3 separate regions of the Mus musculus genome follow, and all the other regions are linked to region 1. Evidence: chromatin contacts called from public Hi-C and HiChIP or PLAC-seq data. All regions are on one chromosome and are shown on one strand. The core of a region is the stretch at or near the end of the contact, and the rest is flanking DNA. Distances in the headings are between cores, read along the strand shown. Region 1 holds the start of Tipin (timeless interacting protein). Region 2 overlaps Megf11 (multiple EGF-like-domains 11). Region 3 overlaps Megf11 (multiple EGF-like-domains 11).

The links. A called contact is a pair of places that touch in the nucleus more often than the background predicts. HiChIP or PLAC-seq counts read pairs in DNA pulled down with a chosen protein or histone mark.
Region 2: a contact with region 1 is called in an H3K4me3 HiChIP or PLAC-seq map of fetal liver, with 5 times the contacts expected there. The contact joins the enhancer-like site here to the promoter of Tipin in region 1. A contact is called at or near these places in 3 of 39 promoter capture datasets (embryonic stem cells, erythroid cells and hippocampal neurons), 5 of 484 Hi-C or Micro-C datasets (CD4 T cells, the G1E-ER4 cell line, the N1E-115 cell line and 2 more), 7 of 115 datasets of contacts at active chromatin or transcription factors (bone marrow-derived macrophages, embryonic forebrain, embryonic midbrain and 4 more) and 2 of 9 other capture datasets (liver and pancreatic islet).
Region 3: a Hi-C map of cerebral cortex shows a contact between it and region 1, with 2.5 times the contacts expected there. The contact joins the enhancer-like site here to the promoter of Tipin in region 1. A contact is called at or near these places in 9 of 39 promoter capture datasets (the HPC-7 cell line, cranial neural crest, embryonic stem cells and 6 more), 1 of 15 datasets of contacts at CTCF or cohesin (embryonic stem cells), 9 of 484 Hi-C or Micro-C datasets (B cells, the G1E-ER4 cell line, the N1E-115 cell line and 5 more), 18 of 115 datasets of contacts at active chromatin or transcription factors (acute myeloid leukemia, bone marrow-derived macrophages, effector CD8 T cells and 12 more) and 3 of 9 other capture datasets (adipose tissue, liver and pancreatic islet).

Annotation. Positions count from the first base shown.
Region 1 is chr9:64,279,864-64,284,438 of GRCm38.p6, forward strand. It overlaps Tipin (timeless interacting protein), which reads left to right and starts at 1,722. Exons shown (of 8, transcript NM_001324557.1): 1 at 1,722-1,784.
Region 2 is chr9:64,635,273-64,639,695 of GRCm38.p6, forward strand. It overlaps Megf11 (multiple EGF-like-domains 11), which reads left to right. Exons shown (of 25, transcript NM_001134399.1): 6 at 2,963-3,209. Among named protein-coding and RNA genes, the nearest start is that of Gm36311, 48 kb to the right of the region's middle. Within about 2 kb of position 3,104, at least 36 of the 459 cell types and tissues checked have an H3K27ac peak or open chromatin away from gene starts, as enhancers often do. A contact at or near this core is called in the N1E-115 cell line, fetal liver and pancreatic islet, where this site is marked.
Region 3 is chr9:64,687,800-64,692,644 of GRCm38.p6, forward strand. Megf11 (multiple EGF-like-domains 11) reads left to right here. Exons shown (of 25, transcript NM_001134399.1): 16 at 2,203-2,331; 17 at 3,996-4,124; 18 at 4,556-4,684. Among named protein-coding and RNA genes, the nearest start is that of Gm36311, 4.3 kb to the left of the region's middle. Within about 2 kb of position 3,587, at least 35 of the 459 cell types and tissues checked have an H3K27ac peak or open chromatin away from gene starts, as enhancers often do. A contact at or near this core is called in cerebral cortex, embryonic basal ganglia, epiblast stem cells and 1 more, where this site is marked.

The DNA.
Region 1 (4,575 bases), core at 472-2,971:
AGAGTGCCGATTGCTCTTCTGAAGGTCCCGAGTTCAAATCCCAGCAACCACATGGTGGCTCACAAACATCCATAACGAAATCTGATGCCTTCTTCTGGAGTATCTGAGGACAGCTATAGTGTACTTACATATAATAAATAAATAGATCTTTAAAAAATACTTTTATATGTATGGTTGTGTATGTAATACATATATGCCTGTGTACATACATACCCATGCATAAATAAACCTACATACATAAATAAACCATATATGCATCTATACATACCCATAACTACATGAATAAACCATTCATATTTACATACATATCCACACATATAAACATACATACATAAACCATGATATACATACATAAATCTACAGAGTGCTTGGTTCTCTGGAGGTCAGAAGAGAGCCTCAGATACCCTGGAATCATACACGGCTGTGTCACTATGTGAGTGTACTAGAGTCCCCTACATGAGCAACATGTACTCTTAATGGTTAAGCCATCTGTATGTCTCAGCCCCCCCCCCCCCCCTTTGAGACAGGGTCTCTCACTGTGCCTGGAACACATCAGTTAAACCTGGCTGGCTGGCTAGCCAGCTGGAGGAATCTGATTTTTGCCTTCTCAGAATCGGGATTCCGGGTAATATCAAGCTGTTTTTTAACCTGGGTATTGGAGATCTGAACTCAGCTCATCATGCAATGTGGGGGAGTCCTTTACCCTCTGAGGGATCTCCCCAACCCTGCCCTCCCTTTTTGTTGTTTGTTTTGAAACAATATCTCACTGTGTAGCACTGGATGGCCTGGAACTCCAGGGATCTGCCTAAGATTAAAGGTAAACACTGGATCCAATACTTTTTTTTTTTTTTTTTTTTTTTTTGATTTTTCGAGACAGGGTTTCTCTGTGTAGCTCTGGCTGTCCTGGAACTCACTTTGTAGATCAGGCTGGCCTCGAACTCAGAAATCCACCTGCCTCTGCCTCCCAAGTGCTGGGATTAAAGGCGTGTGCCACCTCGCCCGGCCGGATTCAATACTTTTAAAGAAAACAGGGAACCCTCCTTTTTTTGTTGTTGACATATTTCTTTTTTCTTTCTTAAAGATTTATTTTATGTATGTGAGTACACTGTAGCTGTCTTCAGACACTCCAGAAGAAGGCATCAGATCCCATTACAGATGATTGTGAGCCACCATGTGGTTGCTGGGGAATCGAACTCAGGACCTCTGGAAGAGCAGTCAGGGCTCTAGTCACTGAGCCCTCTCTCCAGCTCTTGACATATTTCTTTGGGTCTACACGTCTAACCCTAACTACAAACTACAATCTTTTCCTCATATCTTTATTTAATTAACAAAATTCATAGTCGTGGCATTTTGCTATTCTGAAGATGCAGTAATTTTCCAGCCAAAGTTGTTTGACACTACGTTTTACTCCTCTACAAATCAGTTTTCTTTTCTTTCTTTTTTTTTTTTTTCTCGTAGACGCTGGCCTGGAACCTGTGGCGATCCTCCTACCTCAGCCTCCGAGTGCTGGGATTCCAGGCGTGCACTATTATGCCTGGCTTCCATCGTTCGTGTTCTAAACCCGGAGACCTATTTCTGGAGCTAATAAAGCGCCCAGAACTCATTGCCGTCCCAGACATTCCGGATGGGTAGGCGGGCTTCCGAGCGCGGTGGGCGGGGCTCAGACCCTTAGGCTCCTCCCACGCCTCTTCGCCTACCCTTGGCGCCAAATTTCTCAGCTTGTCTCGCGGAGCCGAGTCTCGCGAGAAGCGGTGTTGGCGCGCTTGGCGGCGGCCGCTGTCTAGGTGAGGTGAGACCGGTTTCTGTGAGCGCAGATTTTGGAAGTGGAGCCCGCGTTGCAAAGGCGGCGCGGGGCGCGGGAGATGGGGTCTCACCCAGGAGCCAGGCGGAAGCGGGGCTGAGGAGGAGCGGGCGGAGCGGGTGGGAGGCGCCGCGGGAGGATGGCGGGCCTGCACCGGAGCCGCGCGCACGGACCTAGCTGAGAGGGAGGCTGGGAAGCGGACTCGAGGGGAGGCGAGGGAGAGGTGACATCCCTAGGGCTGGCGCCGACGGTGGGACGAGAGTGAGGGTGGTGGGACTTCCTTTAGGGCGAGGAGCTCCTGTTTTGACAACTAGGGAAAACGGTAGGTTGGAAACAGGTCCGGGAAGGACTTGTGGATCGGATGTTGAATTTGTCACGCACACTGCTCTGGGAGTTTGAGGACCTGGAGGGGGAAAGAGACTTAACTCGTTAGTGTCTAAAACACGTGTGACAGTTGTCAAGGAGAGAAGGAAGGGCTGTGAACATCTAATTCTTTACAAACACTGAGAGAAACCAGTTTACTGATAAGCCCCACTGTGCTTTTTTGGTTAATTGCTGGTTATTGTAGTTTTAAGTCCTGTTCTCAAACTCCCATTAGAATGGGATTGAGTGTACTAACTAGATGTTTTGAGGATTGGGGTGCTTGTTCTGGGCCTGGAACCCAGGCCAAGTGGTCCTAGGTAGAGTTATAATCTACCCTTGGTTCCCACATTTAAAGGTACTCAAAGACGTAGCGGTTTATTATCAGGAGCCAGTACTTTGTTTTTATAAATTTACGGTCACAAATTTAGAATTGGGGACAGCTAGTAAAGGCGATATAGTGCTGGGGAACAAGCCTTACTGAGTGTGATCCCTGGGTCTCATGCAAAGCTGGAAGGAAAGAATTGACTCTACCCACAGAGTCCTTTGCTACTTTGTGGATTCTTTCTTCCACCCTTCTCTACCCTTAATCTACCCTTTAGGCTCCCTAAAAAACGAGAGGATAGGGGGAAAAATGGCAACATTATCTTTACCCTGCAGATGAGGAGTGTCAAGTTCCTTGGGGCATGTTTGAGGCAAGGTGAGGACCTTGAGGATGTGTTATTTCTTCTCTTGCTCACCACTAAACAAAACCACAGCCAACAGCAAGCAGTCAATCCTGGCCTTTACCCTCTGAAAAGTCCTGAGGAAGCTATCTGCAGTTAGCAGAATCGCCGTTACAGCATTAGAGCTCAAGGCCTGTCATACCAGCTGCTGTGGGCAATCTGAAGCAGCCAATTCCCATACCAGGAGTTAAAATGAAGAAATAATATTTCTGTGCTTTTTTAAAAAAAAGATTTATTAATTTTATGTATGTAAGTATACTGTAGCTGCTTAGACACACCAGAAGAGGGCATTGAATCCCATTACAGATGGTTGTGAGCCACCATGTGGTTGCTGGGAATTGAACTCAGGACCTCTAGAAAAGCAGTCAGTGCTCTTAACTGCTAAGCCATCTCTCCAGCCCATTTCTGTGCTTTTTTTTTTTTTTAAAAAAGAAACCACCACTGGGCATGCCTTTAATCGCAGTACTTGGGAGGTAGAGGCAGGCGGATTTCTGAGTTCGAGGCCAGCCTGATCTATAGAGGTGAGTTCCAGGACAGCCAGGGCTACACAGAGAAACCCTGTCTTGAAAAACCAAAAAAACAAAACCCAAAAAAACAAAACCCACAATTCCAAAATTGTCATTACAGGTTGTCCTTTGACCTCCCCCGGTGGCACATAATGCACTCTTATTATACATACAACAAACATAAATTTAAAGAAGTAATAAATTTAGAAGTTTTGGGGATGTTTTAGACATGTCCTGAGTATAATATCTTTAGCTGTTTTTGTTTTTTAAGATTTTTTTTTTTTACATGAGTACACTGTCGCTGTCTTCAGACACACCAAAAGAGGGCATCAGATCCCATTACAGATGGCTGTGAACCACCATGTGGTTGTAGGGAATTGAATTCAGGACCTCTGGAAGGCAGTCAGTGCTCTTAACCACTGAGACATCTCTCCAGCCCATATTTTTAGTTTTAATTTAGGAAATTTTGAAGGTTTAAGAATGTGTATCTTGCTGGGCAGTGGTGGCTCACATCTTTAATCCCAGCACTTGGGAGGCAGAGGCAGTGAATTTCTGAGTTCAAGTCCAGTTTGGTCTACATATTGAGTTCTAGGACCTATACAGAGAAACCCTGTCTTGAAAAAACAAAACAAAACAAAAAACCCAACCAACCAAACAAAAAGAGTGTGTATCTTGGGGGATATGTACACTTGAGGCCAGATGTCAAAGCCCCTGAAGCAGTAGTTATAGGTATTAGTGAGCTATATAAGTATGGTGCTGGCAACTGAACTCAGTCCTCTACAAAAGCAATTTGTGTTTTAACCACCCCAGCCATCTTTCCAGCGGGAGATTTTTATTTCTAATTAAAGATAGTGGTTCTCATTGTAGCCCAAGCTGGTCTGGGGTTGGCGCAGCCACATAACTGAAGATAACAAATTTCTGATCCTCTCTCTCTTCCTGAGGGCTGGGATTACAAGTCCATGCACTGCCTTGCCCCAAGGTAGTTTATGAGGTACTAGGAATTGAACTCAGGGCTTTGTGGATTCCACTGTGTGTATAGAGAAGGACTTTTGCCCTAACTGGCCTCCTGGTTCCTGCTTTAGCCTCTTGAGTGTTAGGACTACAATGAGTATCACTGTTCCTGGCTTGAAATTCTTGGGCTGGAGAAATGGCTCAGCGGTTAAGAACACAGACAGTTCTTCCG
Region 2 (4,423 bases), core at 1,854-4,353, 360 kb after region 1:
CCCCAAGACCCCAAGCATCTGGGACAGAAGTACACACAGCTAGGAGGGAGATGTAGGAAGGAGAAACTGGAGGCCACACTCTCATCTGTGGAGGAACATCAACAGGCCTGATCTTGATGGTTCCTGCAAGTGGTCACAGCAGATTGGTGAAGGTGGCAGTGTCTATTATGCTCAGAGAACAGTGCTCTACAACACGTCACCCCTAGGCACTTGGGAGATACCAAGGGGACAAGTGAGGGATGAGAGTGGCTAAGTAAAGCTCCAAGTCCCTGTGACAACATTCTGTCTCCTTATCCAGGACACGGTTTTGTTATATTCTGTTTGGGGCTGTTCCAGAGAGAATGGAGGTTACTGCCAGACATGGCAGGTCACACCCACAACACTTTGGAGGCTCAGTAAGTGTTTGAGGCCAACTTGAGCTGCATAGTGAAATCCTCTCAATAAAGAAAAGAAAAAATTAGGAAGGTATGGATTTGTACCTGAAATGCAAAATGTCACTAGGTACCCAGTGGGACATGAAGGGATGCTACTAGCTTCAGATTTTCAGTTTCATGTAGGGTCACTGTGGCCCCAGAAGATGTAGGAATTGCTTGTCTAGATCCTGAGGCTGCTCACAGTGGTGGGTGGAGAAGAAACAGCCAGCTCTGAGCTATCACTCATCTGCTTTACAGCCACCCTCCAAGCTTCCCATCTTGGAATCCCCCAGTGAGTCTCCCATGGACCTGAGCAAAGACCTGGAATCAGAATGCTTTTGGGCTGCCCTGCAACAATGTAACTTCCATGACCCTCTGACTTGCGGTCTATAACTTAGAGAATGAAGGGAACCTGTGAGGGTTAGATACTGTTCCTGCATCCAACTTCCAGGATGGGGCCTGGCACGTGGGGAGATTTAAACAGCCCTGTCATTGTTATAATGGAATCACAGCACATACACGTTGAATGCTAACTATGTGCGCTTGGCAATGAAGAGAGAGGGAGGAGGGGTACCACTCACTGGTTAAAGTGCTTGTCTAGATCCCCAGGACTTATGTAAATGTCTGTGGGTGTGGAGGCTGCCTGTACTTCCAGCTTTAGAAAGTAGAGACAGGGATCCCCAGAACAAGCTGGCAGGGGAGACTAGCCACATCCACAAGCTCTGGGTTTGGCTGCGAGACCCTGCCTCACTGAATGAGGGGAAGGGTGACTGAGGGCGATCCCTGACTTCACCTTGAGCCTCCTTGAGCACGTGTACATACACACATGCGTGTACATACACACATGCAAACATGCATATATACACATTCCAAACTGGGAAAGAGAACGAGTGAGCGCACACACAGTGGATAATTCTGTCAGTCTTCTCACCCGCTGGGAAGGTTTCCTGGAAAGAGAGTGAGCTGGGGGATGCTGCACTGCTACCCTTCAGCTTCTCTGTCCCGTGAGCCGCTCTCAGCATGAGAGGAGCCTGTCACTCTGAGTAGACTGGGAAACTGAAGGCGATGTCCACTCATAGTTTGGCAGCCCAGTCTATTTGTGTCAATATTCAAGGCACAGATGAAGAAGGCCACAGATGAATAAGCCAAGATGAGGGGGTGTGGATCAGAGACTCAGTAGTTCTGTCTACTGCAGGGTAAACAGATGCAGGCTTCTGGATAGTGACCCAACCCACTATCAGGAGAGATTTGTGTGACCCTGGCAAAGCTGGTGGAGCGCCAGCATGTTCACAGGCCACACCCATCTCTGCCTTCTTGTGCCTGCTTAGCACCTGAGTGCTTCTGTGTATCTGTTCACCCCAAGGACACCCTTCCCATACCACTCACCTGACCCTTTCCTCCCAGGGTCTAAATCCTAGAAAGCTTGGGTACAAAGATCAGCTGGCCATCTGTGCCCACAGGCAGCAGAGCCACCCTCCACTCCAGCTTGCCCAGGGCTGAGGTGCTCTTTGGAATTGAGGACTTTCGGTGCTGAAAGCAAGACAGATGGTCCTCTGGCAGGCAGACAAGTGAGCCATCTTTCACTGCCCTCTTGCAATGTGGAGCCCTCACCTGACTGCCTTAACTGGAAGCAATCTTTCTTGCCTAGAAACAGAAATCCTAGAACAGTATTTGTGCCTGTCATTAACCAAACTCCACTCCCACTCAAAGCTCCCAGTTGTTGGGGGACGTCTTATATTTGTTGTGCCCTGAGTGCACCAAAAGGGTCAAAGTGGGAGGTGATAACAGGCTGGGTAACTTTCCTGAAGTTCTGGGCTACTCTGTCCCTTTCCGTGGCTTAGAATGCAGGTCTCCAGAAAGCCATCAGTCTTGGAAACATTTAATTACAGGAATGGATCTCCTAGGTTGTCTGTCACCTCCCAGGGATACAATTTTTTTTTCCTGCTCTTTCTGAAGGAGCTTGGGCAGTGAGGAAATTGAACTGAGGAAGCAAGTAGGGGGCCTGAAAGTATTCCTGGAAGGGAGGAGGAGGAGGGAAGGGAGAGCCAGGGGTGTGCACAGTGAGTCAGAACCGTCCTTAAGTAAATGAGAATGTGAGAGGTTAAGACTGTGAGTGGGACAGAGAAAAGAGGGCTTCACAGGCCGACATGAGGCTGGGCCCAGCTGCCTGGAGAGGAACAGGGTCACAGAGCAAGGTGGCAGGCATGGCAAGAAAAGGTCCAGCTGAGAGGAGTAAGGATAGATAGACCAACCAAAGAGAGCTTCCCAGAGACAGAGGGAGGCAGAAAGCTGTGACCAGGTTTGCATTGGAGGAGGTGCCCGTGGCATCGATTGAAGTGAGCAGCAGCGCTGGAAGGCCTTTGAGGCTATGCCTTCTTTAGCTCCCGTGAACACTCGGTGGCTTGGTGGAGCCTGACAGAGGTCTCCAGATGCCAAGGACTCCATCCAGATACCCGCAACAGCTTGGTCTCCAGGGGCAGAGGAGATGGTAAGGCCAAGTGGACCCTCGTTCTAAGGAAAGCTCTGACCCAGAGTATCCTTTTTTGCAGGCTGTGACAGCGAGCACTGGGGTCCCCACTGCAGCAACCGGTGTCAGTGTCAGAACGGCGCCCTGTGCAACCCTATCACCGGCGCCTGCGTGTGCGCCCCGGGCTTCCGAGGCTGGCGCTGTGAGGAACTCTGCGCTCCTGGTACTCACGGCAAGGGCTGCCAGCTGCTCTGTCAGTGCCACCATGGCGCCAGCTGTGACCCGCGCACTGGCGAGTGCCTCTGCGCTCCTGGCTACACAGGCGTTTAGTGAGTAGCGAGGGCGTGGCTTGGGGTGGGGCCAGGGCGAGATCAGGACTCCAGGGGTGGGGAAAGAGGGGTGGGGCAGAGCCAGGAGACTCTGCTGGATGCCCAGCTGGGGACAGGGTGGGGGGGGGTGGGGGGGTGTAGGGAGGTGGGTAGCGTGGCCTGAATGACCCTGGTTTGGAACAGGTCAGGGCTGTGGCCTGGAGGCTCTCACCAGGGCTTTCAAGGCTTTTGGGCCACTTCTTAGCACCCTAGTAGGCAGGAAGAGCAGAAAGTCCCGGTTGTGACATCTGCCCTCTGACCCCAAGTGCCCCAGTGTCTTTAAGTACCCAGGCCTCACCCCTACAAGTCTCAGATTCAAGCCCTTAAATACCTGGTCCTACTGGAGACAACTCACATGGCCAGAGGGCCCTTCCTAGTTAAGGGACACAAGTGAGTTTGACCTCCTCTTCTAACTTTCATACTATGCCTGTTTGCCCCATCCTAATTGGGCCTGGTTAGAGCCCATCTGATGTATCATGTGCAGATTGGCCCCTCACTTCTGTGTCCTGGGGAAGCCATACTGATAGGGATTCCCCAGGGCAGCTTATTGGACACTCTCACAGACAAGACTGGTGCTGTCTTTCCAGCCCAGCTGAGGCTCTCTAGTGTTCTCTTAGATCCATAGCAGAAGCCAAGGATGCTGGCCATAAGACATCCTGGATTGACAGGCTCTCCTGCCCCAGTATCTGATCAGCTCCCATGAGGCCATGGTCATTGGAATGAGACCCAAGGCAATGATACAGACCTTCCCTACACTCCCACAGTGGCTGGTCCCCACACATGGCAGCTGGGAGCCTCTCAGAGCCCAGGAAAGACATTCCTTGGAGTTTCCAGCTTTTACCTTTGAAAACAGGCAGGTTTTCAGGGGCTGGAGAAATGGCTCAGTGGTTAAGAGCACTGGCTACTACTCTTCCAGAGCTTCTGAGTTTAATTCCCAGCAACCACATAGCAGCTCACAACCATCCTATAATAGGATCTGATGTCCTCTTCTGACATGCAGGCATACATGCAGAGAGAGCACTCATACACATAAAGTACATTTTTAAAAAAATCTTTAAAAGAGAGGAGAAGAAATAGGCTAGTTTTAAAAGGCAAAATCCAGGGCCACATCTTAGCACTGTTGCTTGTGATTTTTTTACCCATCTGGCGTGCCCTTTCACCCTCTCCGTGCAATC
Region 3 (4,845 bases), core at 2,337-4,836, 410 kb after region 1:
CTGGCTCTTGATTCAGTTAAGAAGTCTCGCAATTAATGCATTAGACGGATCACATTAGCAGCTCTGTGGGTGAATTTGTCTGCCTTGGGGGTGCAGGGAGGACTTCAAAGAGAAGACTGCCTTGTGAGAGCAGTGCAGTTGTGGGGTGAAGGCTGGTGTCACAGCTCCTGCACCCTACTCCCCACCAAGCTGGAGAGTCCTTTGGCTCAACCAACAGAGAGGGTGCAAGGAAGCCACCTTTTAGGATGCTGGGGCTTGAACTGGGCCCTCCGAATAAAGCATCTCCCAGAGGCAGGGAGGGGGCAGGGCAATGTGCCCTTTAGGAAGTGGGGCCTGAATAGCAAACAGGAGGCCAGAGACTGGGCTAGAAGGGGAAGCCCCAAGCTCAGACCAGCCAGCCTACCTGTAGCTACTAACCAAGGCCATTGAGTGGTGACTCATGTCCCTGTCTTGATGAGGAAGCAGATCTAGGGGGTGGGGTGTGAAGTGAAGGGCTTTGTTGAAATGTCCTCAGCTAGAAAGCAGTAGGACTTCTTTGCTGTGTAACTGTGAGCAGACAGCACCACCTTTCTCTATGGGTCAAGGGAATTCATTGACGGTGAGCAATGATGAAAACATTATCAAGATTAAGTGAACTTAGTATTTGTGAAACATTTTGCTCAGTTCCTGGTGCATGTAAATGCCACGTGTGTTTGCTGAATGCATATCAAAACTAGGACCCCGAACCCAAAGCTTCAGGCAGAGTCCACCTGTCTTTATCAACTGTCCCAACCACTAGCTATGTCCACAGAGGTATACACTACATGTGTATCGGAGCTACCAGGTGCCTACAGTCAGGCTGGGGAAGGGCTGGCACTTGGGGGCAGAGTGAAGGCACAGAGGGCATGGCATCCATGGTTTGACACCTAACAAAAGGAAGCTGTTTTCCTCCAAGAAATCACTACCTACCCCGCGAGGGCTGGAGAGACAGCTCAGTGGGGAGAAGGCTTGCTGAGCTCACTTTCTAGGGTCCATGCCAGGCAGCTGACAACTGCCTCTGATATCACTTCCAAGGGATCTGATGCCTTCGTCTGTCTTCCACAGGCACATGCTCACATGTGCACATACTTGTGCAAGACACATTAAAGAAATATTAAAGAAATATATATCTGGTAATGGAGCCTTCTAGAAGGTTTTGATTCTCGAGACCTACATCCGCAATGTTCAGTGGACAGTCAGATTCAATAGGAAATGAGACCGAATTTCCTGCCCTTGCAAAGCTTAGGCCAGAGGACCAGGGGTAGGGGTGGGGGTGGGGGACAAGGAGAAGGGTGATGTTTGGCCCCAGTGGCTTGAGTGCCTGTTCCTTCTCCAAGCATTGTAGGGGATACCAGAAGGGGTAGGACTCAGGCTTGGCTGGAAACCGCTGTCAAGTCTCAGTGATAGGAGAGTTTGAAGAAGAAGCTACTTGAAGCCTCAGATAGAGACATAGCCACCCAGAAGATGGAAGATGGAAGATGGAAGATGTATGGGACAGCTAGGACTAAGTTTAGATAAAACCTAATAAAAATCCCTAATAACTGGCTTGAAGATGATATACATTGTTTCACCTACATACTAAGAAAACCAAAAAGATCTAAGAGCAGGCTCCTGGAGAACACTAGGGTAGAAAGATGTCAGTGTCTTAAGTCTTGCTCCATCTTATTGTTCCAAGGGAGGTGACACTTAAGATGAGTCTTATAGGCAGGATGTCCATAGCCGGACTTGAGGGTCATGGGAATTTAGACGGCATTAGCCATAGGAAAGCACGGAGAAGAAAGGCCAGGAGTGTCCAGAGAAGGGTGTGTGTGGTGGTCCATGTGTCTAGGAGGTTAGTCAAGAATAACCCAGGGAAAAGCCAGTGGCTGGGAGGTCGTCTAGGAATGCTCAGCAGAGTGTCCAGAGACACCAACTCCTCCTTAGGCCTTCCTACCTGTAAGACCCAAGACTACTGACATCCCCTCTATGGACCTCAGCCTGTCCTTGTAAAAAGGAATTAGGACAGGGCCTCTTGGGGAGCTGCTGTTGTGGAGAAGGGCAACTGCCACTGTAGGTGAAGGTTCCCATCCAGATCACACCTAGAGTAGTCAGGGCTGTGGCCTAGGAAACTTGGGGTGTGGCTGTGTGGGTGGTGGCTCTTAGGGCCTGGGAAGGCTCCGGTGCCAGGCTTCCCTGTGCCCACAGTGTGTGCTGGAGGGCACTTCGGGCAGGACTGTGCCCAGCTCTGTTCCTGTGCCAACAATGGGACCTGCAGCCCCATCGATGGCTCCTGTCAGTGCTTCCCTGGGTGGATTGGCAAGGACTGCTCACAGGGTAAGCTGGCACCCCTGCAAGTGTCCCCCGTTCTCCTGCAGACAAGGATATCCGCCCATTTATTTCTTTATATTGTTTCTGTGTGTATGATAAGTGCCACAGCAAGGATGTGGAAGTGAGAGACCAACTCTCTAGCACCAGTTCTCTTCAGCTTTTATGTGAGTTTCAGGGATCAAACTTGGGTTCACCACAGGTTTGGGTGGCAAGTGCCTTTATCCACTGAGCCATGTCACTGTTCCCTGATCCTGAAAGTCCCATTTTATGCTACATCAAACTTGAGTTACTGGAACTGACCATGGATATGGTTACTGCAGGTTATTAAGGGCATCAATACTGCCATTAGTGCTGTGAATCCTGAGAATTATACTCCACTAGCATCTGCCTATAGAAGATGCAGTCAGGATATAGAGGAGGAGGAGGGAACAAGACCGGTATGCTTGAGTTTGTGAATGGCAAGGCTAGCATAGCCACTCTTAGAAGAAGGGGAACACCTGTGGGATGGCCCCCTGTGAGTGATGTCCTGAACACCTTAGGCCTTAACATGGAGCTACAGTCTGATACCAAGGTAACAACCCCTTCCCAAAGGGGCCCCAGCCTTGGCCTAATTAATTAGCTCCTTGTCTAATGGGTGAGACACTGTCAGTACCTGTAAGGAGGTCTCAGTTAAATGGCCGGACCTGGAAGAATTCCATTTTGATGAAAGCCACAGGCTCCAATCTCAAACAGCACCTGAACCCAAAGACAAGACTGGCCCTGCCACCTGTGGAGAAGTCAGAGCCCTTGGTGTTACTCCACCCCTGTCCCTGTGAGTCCCTCTATGAATGGAGGTGTAGGAGCCCTTCGAGTAGGGCTGCCTTAAGTCATCCAAGATTAGAATAGGCAGAGTCTGGTCTTCATAGCAATCCCAGGGGTTGAGGCCAAGAGGAGAGCTGATTCTGTGACTAGTATATCAAGTCCCCAAAGGCCAAGAGATGCCCCTCTGGGTCTGTCCAGGTGTTCTGGCTCTGATGTGTACCCACCTCCCCTTCCTTTCCTCCTGCTCCTTTGTCCTGCCCTCCCCCTCTGCATCCCACCCACCCCACCCCCACAGCCTGCCCATCTGGGTTCTGGGGCTCTGCCTGCTTCCACACATGCAGCTGCCACAACGGGGCGAGCTGCAGCGCCGAGGATGGGGCCTGCCACTGCACCCCTGGCTGGACTGGACTCTTCTGCACGCAGCGTAAGCCCTGCCTCCCAGACACTCCCAGTCATATGCTGCAGCCTACTGGCCACTTTGCGAATAGCCCTGGTTTGCAGAGAGGGAGGGAAGAGGCTGGCCCCAGGACCAGCCACACCTCAGGATCATCCAAAGTCTTGAGAGGGCAAGGCTATAAGGGTATCCCAGCAATCAACCAGATCAGACCCTTGGACCATGGGGAAGAAATCCCAGGGCTGCACAGCAGAGACCAGAGCTTGTCCTCTGCTGCTGAGGCCCTAGTTGCATGGATAACCTTGTCCCTACCCTCCTCCCCTTTAGCCCAAGGTTCAGTGGGTACAGATGTCTCTGTGGGCCTCGCTCGTCTTTATCCCATGCTGCGCAGGAAGCAGCAGACCAGCCTGGTCCCAGCAACATTTCCTCAGTTTTCCTGAGCCCACACCAACTGTGACCTGTGGTCTTGTTGCAGGTTGCCCTTCAGCATTTTTTGGGAAGGACTGTGGGCACATATGCCAGTGTCAGAATGGAGCCAGCTGTGACCACATCACTGGGAAATGCACCTGTCGAACAGGCTTCTCTGGCCGCCACTGTGAACAGAGTAAGCTACCCTAACCTGGGAAAGTTGCTTCTTTCAACCCCATCCTCCCCATACCCAACCCCCATCCAGGGTACTGGGCTCCTGTATTCCAGACTTTGAGGACAACTTCTGGGGAAGACTGAAGGCTAACCCTATACACTCATGCTGTGAGGATTTCTTTCCTCTTTAGATAGGGCTGAGGTGTGATAGGCATAGGAAGGAGGGGCCAGATGAAGGCAGGATTTTCCAGCTCTTTAAATGAGTTCAGGAGGGAGAGGTGTGCACTGACTCTACCCATCCCCAGCTATCTATGCACAATGGGCAATCTAGTTCAATAGGCTCCACTGTGGGTGGGACACAATGATCTCTTGCCATGAACTTCTCCACCTGGAGTGGGAGGGGTGGAGTGTGGCTGTGTCTCACTGTCTACTTGCATTCTGCATGCCAAACAGGATGTGCCCCTGGAACCTTTGGATATGGGTGTCAGCAGCTATGTGAGTGCATGAACAATGCCACTTGTGACCACGTCACTGGTACCTGTTACTGTAGCCCGGGATTCAAAGGAATCAGGTGTGACCAAGGTAACATACAGGTGGCAGGGTGCCTGGACAGGGTGGGAAGGGCCCAATTATGGGTGGCTTTGGAGAGTTCTAACCAGACCAGTTGAGTTTTATGACATTACCTTTTATTCACAGTTGGGAGCCTCTCTTCATAGCATTTCTGCTAATCCTCTGGTAGTTCC